2 separate regions of the Mus musculus genome follow, and region 1 is linked to region 2. Evidence: chromatin contacts called from public ChIA-PET data. All regions are on one chromosome and are shown on one strand. The core of a region is the stretch at or near the end of the contact, and the rest is flanking DNA. Distances in the headings are between cores, read along the strand shown.

The links. ChIA-PET counts read pairs in DNA pulled down with a chosen protein or histone mark.
Region 1: a contact with region 2 is called in an RNA polymerase II ChIA-PET map of memory CD8 T cells, with 127 read pairs. The contact joins two enhancer-like sites. A contact is called at or near these places in 1 of 39 promoter capture datasets (embryonic stem cells), 2 of 115 datasets of contacts at active chromatin or transcription factors (effector CD8 T cells and memory CD8 T cells) and 2 of 9 other capture datasets (adipose tissue and pancreatic islet).

Annotation. Positions count from the first base shown.
Region 1 is chr8:122,909,781-122,916,375 of GRCm38.p6, reverse strand. Ankrd11 (ankyrin repeat domain 11) reads left to right here. Exons shown (of 13, transcript NM_001081379.2): 3 at 331-475. The coding sequence starts at 389. It overlaps Gm39273 (a long non-coding RNA gene), which reads right to left. Exons shown (of 4, transcript XR_003947488.1): 3 at 1,718-6,595. Among named protein-coding and RNA genes, the nearest start is that of Gm39272, 21 kb to the left of the region's middle. Within about 2 kb of position 4,020, at least 24 of the 459 cell types and tissues checked have an H3K27ac peak or open chromatin away from gene starts, as enhancers often do. A contact at or near this core is called in effector CD8 T cells and memory CD8 T cells, where this site is marked.
Region 2 is chr8:122,699,538-122,705,649 of GRCm38.p6, reverse strand. It overlaps Gm10612 (predicted gene 10612), which reads right to left. Exons shown (of 3, transcript NR_166074.1): 3 at 5,490-6,112. Among named protein-coding and RNA genes, the nearest start is that of Gm10612, 4.7 kb to the right of the region's middle. Within about 2 kb of position 3,164, at least 78 of the 459 cell types and tissues checked have an H3K27ac peak or open chromatin away from gene starts, as enhancers often do. A contact at or near this core is called in effector CD8 T cells and memory CD8 T cells, where this site is marked.

The sequences.
Region 1 (6,595 bases), core at 2,771-5,270, 210 kb before region 2:
TGACCTTGCTTGTGAGGATGACTGTATGAGGGGGAGAACCGAGTTCTAGGCCCACTCAGACCCCTCCCATCGTGATTTAGAGGGGGTCTGTGTCATGTGTCCAGGTATCGGGCACTGGTGGCTGGTCACCAGAATGGACTTTGAGGATCCTCACAGGTCATTCCTTTCTCCTCCCAGGCTCAGCCCCTACCTAGAGTGAGGCTATTGGCCTTAGGTCCGAGCAACTGCACATCTTGGTTGGTCAGTCTGTGTGGTTCCCTATGAAGTTGGGCAGGTTTTATGTTTTGGGTACAATGGCTTTAACCTTTTCTGTTTTTTCTTTTGAAACAGACAGTTGATGATGAAGCAATAGCAGCATAAATGAAGATCAAGTAAGGGGAGGAGAACGATGCCCAAGGGTGGGTGTTCTAAAACACCACAGCAAGAAGACTTTGCTCTCAGCAACGACATGGTGGAGAAACAAACTGGGAAAAAGGTAACCTGGCTTGCCCTAACCTCCCCTGCCTCTCCTGGGTCATTAAGATCCAGGGTAAGAACTGAAGACAGTGCTCACACCTTGTACTTCCAGAGCCGGATCATTATTCTGACCTTGGCTGGCTCCGTGAGGCCTTTGCTACCAGGAGTGTCCAGTTCGCTTGTGATTGGGTTTGCAAGGATCCATTCATTCACTGAACAGGCCCTACTTAATTAAGTTTGTCATAGACAAGCCTCCAGCAGACTTGTATATAGAATTCACCCTCCTGTGCCCTCAGAACCCTAAGATACAGTGTCATGTGTTCAATGAAAGACGGTTAACTATGTGTCACAGTTATACTGACTGTAAAATAGTCTTAGACGTTTGCTTTCAAATGTTGTTAATTCAAAACAATAATAGATTTGGGTGGTGGTGGCAAAGCAGAATAAAAGAATAATAAGATTATACAATGTAACTCTAAGTTGCCAGAGTCAGTCAGTGCTGTTGACATCAGATTCTGGGGTACATACTTCCTGGCGTAAAGGAAAGACTCCAAAATCAAGAAGTTAGAACTGGACAGATCAGAGTAAGGCTTTGCCTTAAAATATATGTTTAGTTGCTTGTTTATGTTTGCGTGACTATGTCCAAGCCCATGAGTTGTCCTGGGACTGGGTTTCTTGCTGTGGTACGACAGCATCTGAGCCAGTGAGATGAAGTCTGACACACTCTCAGAACTGATCTCATGTTTGTTTGTTTTTGTTGTTTTGTTTGGTTTTGGTTTTTTCAAGACAGGGTTTCTCTGTGTAGCCCTGGTTGTCCTGGAACTCACTCTGTAGACCAGGCTGGCCTTGAACTCAGAAATCCGCTTGCCTCTGCCTTCTGAGTGCTGGGATTAAAGGTGTGCGCCACCATGCCCGGCTTGACCTCATGTTTTTATAAGGTGATTTTCCTCAAGTTTTATTGCTGTCATTTCTGGTCCGCCCTCCTGATTGTCTTGGCACCTTGGCTGTGTCTGTGAGAGGGTCCCAGCTCTGGCTTGCTGTAAGTGAGCCTTCATTTTGATTCTTTCTGCATGTTGCTAATACTCCCCCTGTAATCACTAGCAAGTGCTGTGGTATACAGGCAGACACTGCAGAGTCACATGATCTGCTCATTCGGTTCACTGTGAAGTGGTTTGTGAACATGACATATGTAGCTGCTGTTTAAAAAGAACAGATAAAGGGGCCTCTGGGACCCTTGAGTATCCATGTAGCATGAACTTACTTTTGGGGACAGTTTCACACCGAATAGATGCAAAGGCATGGTTTTCAGGTATATTCATAGAAGTTTCCATGCAACAAAGTCAGATAGTTGTAGAGCAGGAACAAGGGGAAAGGCTGCACTGTCGTTTCCTAGACTTTTTAAAAAAGACTCTCACTAGGCTGGCTTCAGAAACATCACATACTGCTGAGTCTGTGGGCATTCAGGTCAGAGAAGCACCCTACTCCCACTGCCTTGTGTTGGAGCCTTGCTCAGACTCAGCCATTCCTGTCTTAGTGCAGCTCCTGCCTACTCTTCACCTCAGCTGTGTGACAGTGTGGAGCACCTTGCACTTAACTATCCAAGTCTCCCCCTCCCTTCCCTGAGTTTTCCTCACTGCCTTCTGAGTCTTCGGTTTATAGATGCTCTCCATCCTGGCTGACTGCTGCTCTTGTCTGTTAAAGAATTCTCCAGAGGGCTCCAACTCCCAGAGAGAGAGGGAGGGGTGGGGGATGGGAGAGAAGGTCCTGCCATTTGGCTACACTGACAAAGCTGAACAAGCTCTTCCCAGAATTAGTTCTTCAGTGTGGGTCCCAGAAGTTGTCATGAAAGAAGCGGTGCCTTTCAGGTGTATGTCACATGGCTTGACAGGAATGGGTAAAAGGGCAAGAAAGTCTTAAGTCGGGATCCAGGAGACAGGCTGGTCTCTAGAGAGTAGCAGGCTACAGTGAGCCATGATGAAAGCTCTAGAGGTTGGGTTATATCAGCCTCCTAGGAACATGGACATGTTTCAGGTTGGTTAGGGTTGTTGTTAACTCTGGAGAAGACATAAGTTGTAATGAGCTGAGTTATTCCTGAGACTACAGGACCTGGGCTATGTATGTGGGTGGTGTACATGAATTCGATTTAAGGTAGGGGTGTGTGTGTGTGTGTGTGTCCCAGCAAGGTACCCTGACTTGATTTGGGTTTGTTTGATTACTTGCTTAAATCTGGCCTTTTCTGGAGCTTGACAGGACCCGTGAAATTGCTGTGTGACGCTGCAGTGCTTGGCCGTGGTGGATCTTTCCTATCTTACCTGGTCACTCTGTAGAAAGCAGTCCAAGATGGAGTACGTAGGTGTCTATTCTTCAGGGACTACAGAGGATCCCAGGTGGCAATGTTGAGTAAAAGTTCATGAAGGAGGGCCTGCTAGTGACAGAACACTGACTGGCTCTGGCTATACAATGTGAACTTACTTCCTCACGTAAGGCACATGTTATCAAAAGCAACATAATTTTAAATTTTTTCTCCCAAATGAATCATACACTATGTGACATACTCTTCTGTCACATATCTTGCTACAGACCCATTAGTGACACAAGCTGACATGTAGAGAAGAAAGTGCCAAAAATGTCTGGAACATCTATATACTGCATACTGAGATAGCCTTAGTAGAGACCAGCAAATCTCCTACTCTTATGGTCATGCTCTGTCCACAGAGCTAGATGGCCGCTGTGTTATCCAAGGCCCCTCAGCAGGAAGTGAGATCTTTCGTCCAGTTCAGGCTCATTCTCATTCTCCTGTGACAGATGGCAATCTGTCTCAGCAGAAGCCTCTTCTGCACTTCTCAGAGGGTTTCTAGACCGCGGGCATCCCTCATGCAGACTGGTGAGCAGGAGGTGGCTCTAAGGGTGGGCACCTGCCTCTGTCTAATTAGGTCCCTCAAGGAAGGATAGCACATCCCCTAATTTGCAAACTATGTGTACCCTGTGTGCCATAATACCTATTGGCTCTTTACAGTACCAGAGCATCCAATGTTTCTCCAGGACAAACACAAATTCACCCCTTAACTGAATCTGATGGCTGCTCCCTGGGGTTGAAGCCTACCTTAAGAGGCGGCTGCGCGAGTGCCACCAACAGGGCAATAGCTTACAGTCAGGCTGTTGGGTCCTGTGATTTTTTTTTTTTTCCGGGAGTGTTCTTGAGGTCTGTGTATGAAATGTAGACTACCCCTGACAGACAGGAGGTACAGGAGGCTGTGGCCAAGAGCAGGATGCTAGAAAGATTGATATGGAGCCTGATTCACTCTCCCCCATCCTTAGCTGGGTGTCGCCTTAACTCAGGACACCACACAGGAGTTAGTGATGGCAGTGGCAGAGAGGCTGATGTCTACTTTGTGAGTATTGTCCTCTGGGCTTTCTGTTCTTTCCTTCCCTTTGCTATAGCAGGAGAGAAGAGTCTAGCATGGCTGTGCAGGGTTTCTCTCACAGAACTGTTGCTGGGGCTGCCAAGGGTAGCAAACCACTGAAACCTCGATGGCTTCTCCAGTGTGCAGCTCCTACCCCCATTCACAAAAGTCAGCGCCTGAAGCACCCCCTCTGACACTTGCTGCTCATCAGCATTCTTAGCTTCACAGCTCCTTGGGTGTTACCATTTCCTGTTCAGTCCCCATTTCTCCAACAGTAACACACGTCATGACTATAAAACAGAGCATTCTTGAGCATAGAGGATCCTCAAACACAAGTTCCCCAGTTGGCCTTCATTCCCTATATTCAACTTCCTGATTTTAATAATGTAATATTTGATTTAATGTTTAATAATGTAATATTACATTGATTTTAATAATAAGTATATAAAATATTCCTACTACCTAGAAAATGGCTACGTAAGACCTTCCTGGTGGGCTGAATCCCACAGTGCCACTGTGGCTCCCGTTGAGGTTGCTCTAGTTTCCTTCTAACTATTGTGGAACTTTTTTTACATTAGTTTATTATTATTAATTTGCGCGCACAAGTGTGTGTGGAAGCCAGAAAAACTGTTAACATGTCTGTCTCTTGCGTTCCAATTTATTTTGACCAATTGATTGATTGAAGACAGGACTCACACGTGTTCTTTCTCAAGCATGTGGAAGTCTTTGATTGGGGGAGGTTCCCATGGACATGCTTCCTCAGCTATGTCAGAGGGCAGTTTGTGGGCAGAAGATCTCTCCTACCACATGGGTCCCGGGACCATTGGGTTTGTCAGCAGACACTTGTGTGCAGTGAGACATCTCATCTGAAGCTTCATTTTTCGAAACATGGTCTCTTACTGAACCTGGAACTCACCAATTTGTCTGGCCAGCAAGCTTCTTATATGTAGGGATTATAAATTAATACTGCTACTCCTGGCTTTTTATATAGGTGCTGGAGATCTGAACACATGATTCTGCAACAAACGAAACCATTTCCCCCAGCCATAGTCACATGCAAGGTCACAGAACTTTTGCTTATATTTTTCCCCTAAGTTTATGACATCAGTTGACATAGCAAAGACTTTTGACCAAATTTAACATTTATTACAATTTATTCAACAAAAATTCCTGTGTGCCATCATTTAATAATGAGGGCTGAATTCTATATAAGGTTGGATACAAAGCAGCAGAAGGACACCAAAGTCCCCACCTCTGGCAGTTTTATGCAGGCGTTGGCTAGCACAGTAGCAAAATAAAAGCCACAAGAGATTGGAAAGGGCAGAATAAACTTTACTCCAGGATATCAACAGTTGCACAAAAGCTACAAGAATTAATGGTTCGGGCAAGGTGTCAAATGTAAATAAAATTTACTTCTAAATGTAATTAATGAAAAATCAGGGATTTTTCAGATTGAAATTTAAAATATATAGCTGGGTGTGATGATTACAAACATCTGTAATCCCACCTCTGGTAGGATTCAGGATCAGGCAGTGCTACAGTAAGACCATTTCTCAAACAAAAACATCTCCAGGGAATTCACCTTTCTCTTAAGGCCTCTGAGAGCACCTGCATATTAAAGCCACACATTCACACACGCACACATGCATACACTCAGAGGCAGAGGCACACTTGACTGTATGCATACACACAGAACTAAAAATAAAATAATTTTGTCAGGCTTGGAGACACACTCAAAAGGAAGGGGTAGACAGATCTCAACAAGTCATTTGTTAAAGGATGTGAAAATTCCTGAGCAATTAGGAAGACCTAAATAACTGCATCCATCAGGAAATTGTCTTTAGGTATATATAAATTTGACATACTGCCACTGAAATCCTTACAGGTCTTTGGTAAGAACTGATCCTTGAGCTTACATGAACACTCAAGGAACCTGTTGTAACTCAGGTTGCTTTGCAACTGGAGAAGTTATGTGCTCTCTGATTGGAATATTTACTATAAAGATGAGGTGGGGACAGGAGTGTGGCACATTGAGTCTCCAAGGAAGGCGCCAGGATGGTTTATCTTGGAGAGGGTGAGCTGCTTGGTTCATACGTCTGGGTTGCTGGTGTCTAGTAGAGTTGTTTGCCCTTACAGAGTCCCTGGTGGATGGGAGTTGCAGCTTTGTTTCTCCTCTCTGCTCTCTGTAGATCATGAGTTAAGGCAAGCTTTGCTCTGTGTACCATGTACGCACAGGTGCATGGGGCCAGGACTGCCTTAGGTACCATGGCGTTTCCACCTTGACCATCTTTATGGCATGTGTTGATTAAGCTTGGCTTAACTTAATGCTCAAGGTATTCTAATTTACGAAGTGGTCATTCTGTAGCGTTTACAGTTGGTCTCACTTCAGTTATCATTTTACAGTGGAGAGAGCTTGAACCATGCTGTCTTTTCCCAGTTGCAGAACAAAGTTTTGTGTCCACATTCACTTTCAAGAACATCTTTGTATTGGGGGTGGAAGAATGGCAGTCAAGACAGGGTTTCTTTGTCCTGAACAGTCCTGACTGCCCCGGAACTCAGTTTTGTAGTCCAGGCCGGCCTTGAACTCAGAGATCTGCTTGTTTGTGCCTCCTAAGCACTGGGATTAAAGGCAGGCACACACCACGGCCTGCTTAAGCACTCATACAGTTCTGTGTTGAACTCTAATGTGTTCTAGATAAAGAGGTTGGTGTGCTCCTCTCCCCCCATCTGGTTTT
Region 2 (6,112 bases), core at 1,915-4,414:
GGATCCACAGAGAGCATCATCTTCAGGACAGGTTTGTGATGGCGAACAACATACGTGTATTCAGTCCCTCTGGCACAAAGACCCTTGCTTTCGAGACTACCCAAACCCCAAGTCACCAATATCTACAGATATGGCAAGAGATACTCAGCAGCCACTCATAGAACACCACTGGACACAGAAGAATTTAAAAAAAAACAAAACCAAAAAAAAAAACAAAAGACTCAGCAGGCAGAGTGCTTGTCTATCATGGACAATGTCCTATAACTTAACCCCACAACTGCATAAACCTGCCACGATGGCCTAACCTAAGCGCTCAGGAAGTGGAAGCAGAAGGGCCAGAAGTTCAAGGCCAGTCTAGGATAGATAGATGAGAGTGTAAATACAAGGAAATAGGGAGAGGGGGAGGGGAGGGGAGAGGGAGAGGGGGAGGGGAAGGGGGAGGGGGAGAGAGATTGAGATTTGGTGTTGATTCTGACCGCAGAAAATTCTAAATGCAAACACCGTGATACAGCAGGTCTGTGGGGGGGTCTATAGGTGGAGGGGAGGCCATAGGGCTGTGAAGACTTCCCTAACACAGTGTGAGCTGTCCCAGCACCACCTGGGCCCAATTCCAGCTCTTTCCCCTCCAGATGGAGAGTGATGTTGCAGAGGTTTGAATAAGAATGGCTCCTATAGGTTCCTATAGTTGCATGTCAGGGAATGGAACTCTTTGAAAAGCTTAGAGTAGGAGTTGTGGCCTTGTTGGAGGAAGTGTGTCTCTGAGGGTGATGCACTTGAGAGTGCAGAAGCCATGCCAGGGCTAGGCTGTCTTTCTACAGGTCAGGATGTAGCTCCTCCCCACCATAACAGACTAAACCTGAAACCGTAAGCAAACCCCAACACAATGCTTTCATTTATAAGTCGCCTTGGTCATGGTGTCCCTTGACAGCAATGGGACAGTAGCTAAGACGGTGTGGCTGCCTTTGGCCCTCATGTCTCCTAAGGAGAAGGAACTAGGTCATAAGAGGCTGGGGAACCAAGCAGCCTTCCAAGAGGAACATCAGGCATGAGGTAGCATCAGAGAGCAAGTGTCCTACAGATCAGAGATGTCAGAAAAGACAGGTCCTGAGGTCCCTCTCTGTTACTTTCCCTATGCATTCCCGAAGGTCCATCCCTTGGCCCTCAGCCCCCAAGGGCTCATGGGAACAGACTCAAGTGCCCCAGGGTGTCTGCCTCTGCAGGTTTCCTGACAAATGTCCATTGCCAACCATACTGTGGGGGACCTACACCTCCCTTCTGGCCCTTTGTCTTCACCCCTCCACAGTATATGGAACCTATATGAACATGTCGGGTAAGACAGGGTTCAAGCCTTGTGTAGCACTTGGGATGCAGGAGCAGTGGATGTTCAGGGAACAGATCCATGGGCTGAGACCCAGGGGTTCAGAGAGTCGCTGCTCTGGAGACTACCGCTGGAATCTGTGTGTGCTAACGAAAAAGCTTAAGTTGAAGAGAAAAAACGAAAGTAATTTGCAGCCTAGGAAAGGCAACCCTCTACCACCATATCCACTAGGATGAAGCCCAAGCTCTGAAGTTAAGCAAAAGACAACAGCAGCAGGCAGAGTCCAGAGTGAGACCTTCATGAGACCAGACACTCAGCAAGGAGGAACCAGAGAGCATCCAGTAGCCCATGGAGGCACTGGTGTTTGGAAACAGTGCCGACTGGGCCTTCAAGGGGGTGGGGGGCGTGTGATTTAAAATTTTCTATTATATTTTACTCTCTCTCTTTCTGTGTGTGTGTGTGAGAGAGAGAGAGAGAGTGAGTAAGTGTGTGTCTATATGTGAGTGTGTAAGTGTGTGTGTCTATGTGTGTGTTTGTGTGTAAGTATGTGTGTCTGTGTGTGAGTGTTTGAGTGTGTGAATATGTGTATGTGTGTGTTTATGTCAGTGCATTTGTCTGTGCATGTGTCTTTGTGTATAAGTGTGTATGTGTGTATGTGTGTGTTTCTATGTGTGTATATATGAGAGTGTGTGTGTATATATATGTGTGTGTATGTGTATGTCTATGCATTTGTCCATGCATGTGTCTCTGTATATGTGTGTATGTGCGTGTGTCTCTGTGTATATATGTGGGTATGTGTGTATGTGTGTGTGTGTGTGTGTGTGTGTGTGTGTGTGTGTAGGTCAGAGAATAGAAAAGTACAGAGAGTTGGTTCTCCCCTTCCACTTTCTCTCAGGTTTTCAAGCTTGGTGGCAAGTGCCTTTACCCACTGACCAATTTCACCAGTCCTACCTGATGTTTAAGATTACAGATAATAGCCAGACATGGTAGTGCGTGCCTGTACTTCCAACATTCAGGAAATAGAGGCAAAAAAAATCAGGGGTTCAAGACCAGTCATAGTTACATAGTTAGTTGGAGGTCAGCCTGGGCTACTTGAGCCCTTGTCTTAAATTAAAAAAAAAAAAAAAAAGTTTAGTGAAAGCCCGTGGTCGAGCCCCACAGCCTCTAAACTGGACCGTGATCTGCACGTGCACAGAAAAATGTTACTAGAAACTTCATTTTTAAAAAGCAATGCAAATTTGTTTTCCTCGCAGATACAAGTTAAGTTCCCTTCCATTCTGTTCTGAGGTTACTTCAATGGCAGCACTAGTTTACACAGAGGGTCCAGTTTCAGGAGGAAACCTGGCTAGCCACACCAGTGACTCATCAGATCCAAAAGCTTTGACTCCAAGCGTCTCCCAAATCCTTCCAGGTGCCTAAAACACCCGTCACTCTCTCAGCCAGGCCTACCAGGATCTCCATGACCACGACACACCTGCAAACAGCCCACCGACTGGAGGAAGGGCGGCACCCTTGGTGTGACTGTGAAGGCGGGGTTGGAGGCCCCAAGGGAAGCTGACCAGCAGGCACCAGGTTCTGTGGCTGCCTGCTGCAACAGAGTATTCAGAATGCTACCAGTACACTGTCCAGGCCTATTTAGAGCTCCCTTTAAAGCGCCCTTCAACACCAAAGAAAGATAGATGGAGTGAGAAATTACGAAGGAAACAGTGCTCACGCCTAAGGGAGATTTTCTCATCTCTGCCTGTTTCTGCCTCTGTGGTTCAGGCACCTGCTGCCCCGGGCCAGCTGCACTTCTGGCTTCCCAGACCCAAAGGAAGTGAAATTAAAAGAGATTGCTGAGGAGAGCAACTCCCCAAGAAGGGTGAGCCTCCAGCCCCAACCTCACAGTCATAAAGAAACCAGGGGCTGCCCTCCACACTGGCCCCTTAAAGAGAAAGTGGCTTCAGAAGGGGCTTCCCCACCAATAAGCAGGCAGCACCCAGGCTCTCAGGATGCCTGCTTCTGTGGGTCATTGCATTGTGTGCTGGGTCATATACAGGCTGGACTCTCCCTTGGGACACCTTGGTTTCCTGCGGCTGAGGGACCCGGGCTTGATGTAACAGTGGCCAAGGTAGATAGGACTTTGTGCCTGACAGTTTGGGTCATAGATGCCTACAGATTCACCAATCTGGGTTAAGCCTGGCTGAAAAAATGCCAGCCCTTTTTCAGCTGCTGGGTGACCTTGCTGAGCCTCCAGGTGATGCACTGGTGGCAGTGATGTGCTGGTGGTGGCAACGCTGACACTTGTGCCTCACTAGAGGCTGAGTGGGTTCTCCGAGGTCACAGGCAGGCCTCGCACATCCAGGTGTTCAGCAGATGCGCTTCCTGTGTGGTTTGCTGAATTTATTTCTGTTCTCAGAAGCACCTTAAGGGGCAGCCGTAGAGTTTTCCAGAGATGTAAGCAAGCCCCTAAAACATTGGGTCCCAATTCCAACCCTCACAAGGGGTTAATTCCAGCCTAGGGACCCAAAAGCAGGCTTGTCCTCTCCAGATGTACATCTGATGATCACAGTCCCCGTCCCGGATTTCCACGTGTCACCCAGCCATGCGCTGTGTCACCTGCTCTCTGGTTCTGAGTTTGCTCAGCCCCACCCTGTACTGGGCAGGGTTGGTGGCCAGCACTGGACAGGCTCACCTGTCACCCAGTGTATGGCTCCTGCTACCCACCCTAACTAGACAAACCTCACTTGGGACCAAGAAGCAGAAGTTGGTGGCCTGCCGCTCAGCTCACAAGGAGCTGCACAGGTCACTGTTCTCCCCCCTCCCCCCAATCTGGAGCGGCTGGGACTTACGGCCCTCCTTGATGGGTTTAGAGACTAGAGACATCAACCTGCAGACCCTATCCTTTCTGTATAAAGTGGATTGCTATGAGACTTGTGTAGCCTCTTCTTTTCATCTGTCTGTCTGTCCACCCATCCATCCATGATGCATCTGTTCATCTACCTACCCAGCACTCATAGAGTCTCACAACCTAGAAGAGGAGACAGTGTAAGCTGAGTGCCTCCTTGCCTCCAGTCTCCATAGCCTCTGAATTCCTATTCTCAGCTTTCTGGTTAGACAGCAGATTCCTAAAGGCCTGGAAGGAAGGCTGCCCCAACCTGGAATCACTCAGCCACATCATTAGAGAACTTTGATGGACAGCTGTCTCCTGCAGTTTCCAAAAGACAGAAGCAAGGCCATCTTGATGTCTGGCCACCCTGGCATGGGAAGAGTGTGAGGGAACAGGAGGGAGCCCCCAATCCCTGGCATAAAGCTGGGTGCAGACTGCAGACGGCCATGGTTTCTGCAGGGAACCGCGGCCCCTCAAGCTCTCTGCAGCCACTTCCTTCCCCACTCCTTCCTTATCTATCGGACCACCCAGCGCAGAAAGCCACAACCAACGTCTACTTCCCCACAAACACCAACTGCCCTCCTGGGGGCATAGGGAGCGGATGATCACCCCCAGGTGCTGGGGCAGTCCCCCACTTGTGAGCAACTTTCTTCTCTTTCAAACCCCACCTCCGTGAGACCTGCTGATTGGAAAAGCATGCGGACAGGGCAGTAAGCAACGCCAGGCCTCCTCTTGAAAGCGGAAGTGTCCCATCTGTGGGCCCCACAGGTGCAAGCCAGGAACATCTGCCTCGGAGCTGGTGGGGAGCCACCCACTCCCACCAGCCGCACCCAGGGTCCAGCCCTGCTGCCTCTTGGGCTAGGGGCTGTTTTCAAAAACCCCTCACTGCCCCTGATCCAAACCCTTCCTTGGCTCACTCACTCACTCTGATATATTTGGGGGGAGGGGCTGTGGCTCAGCTGCACTGGTTCTGGGGACCATGACACTGCTCTGTTCTTCAGAGGTCAAGGAGCCTGGCCCCTGCAGGACTGCTGGCACTGAAAATAAACAGACACAACCCAGTGCCCTCGTTGATCCCATGCTCCACCCTCATCAGAACACAGGGAACACAGTGACACTGGTGGACTGTCCTATCTCACAGCAGGGTCCTCTCTCCTCAAACCCTGAAGAGAACAGTCAGCCAGCAGGGTAGAAGGGGCAAGCAGGACCCCATGTTTTGGAACTCAAGACCTAAGCTTGTAGCTTGTTGTATTACTCTTAATTTCAAGACACTCAAGGCCAAGACAGTGACATCCAGGAAGACATGAAACAAGGGGTTTTTAGTAGCCAACTATCTACATGAACAAGCTAAACGTTAAATCAAAGCAAAGCATAGTGGCCCTATTAGCATCCTAGGACCATGTCTGGGAACCCTTACCAGGTTTAAGAGAACATTATTCCTTCCCATGAAACCACCCTATAGTTTCATCACCGTTTAGTAAGTGGCTTTCTCTGGAACCTGAAGCTATAATAGCATTATTTCTACTGGGATTCACTTGGAAAGGGGCCTGGAGTTTCTCCCAAGTAGACAGCCTTTCTAGCAAGCTCCAGGTCACTAGGCAGAGAGGCCAACTGCCTATGTGTGGCCTGTTTGGCTCAAGCTTCCTTTAAAGAAGGTAATATAGGATGGGGTTTCCACAGCTGGGAGACTAGACTGTGACCCTGATCCTATCTGAGGCCAGGCACAACATGACAATGGAGATTCTTCCAGGCAAGAGGTGACCAGAGAACCACTGATGGTGATGGAGAGACCACCTGAGCCATGGGTGGGCAGGAGGCTGGTCAGAGTCCTGACCATGCTCACTCCTGACTCTGCCAGCACCCCCAATAGGTCGTTCATTGGAGGGCAAATAGAAAGGGTTTCTTGGTCTTGGGCAAAGTGTGGC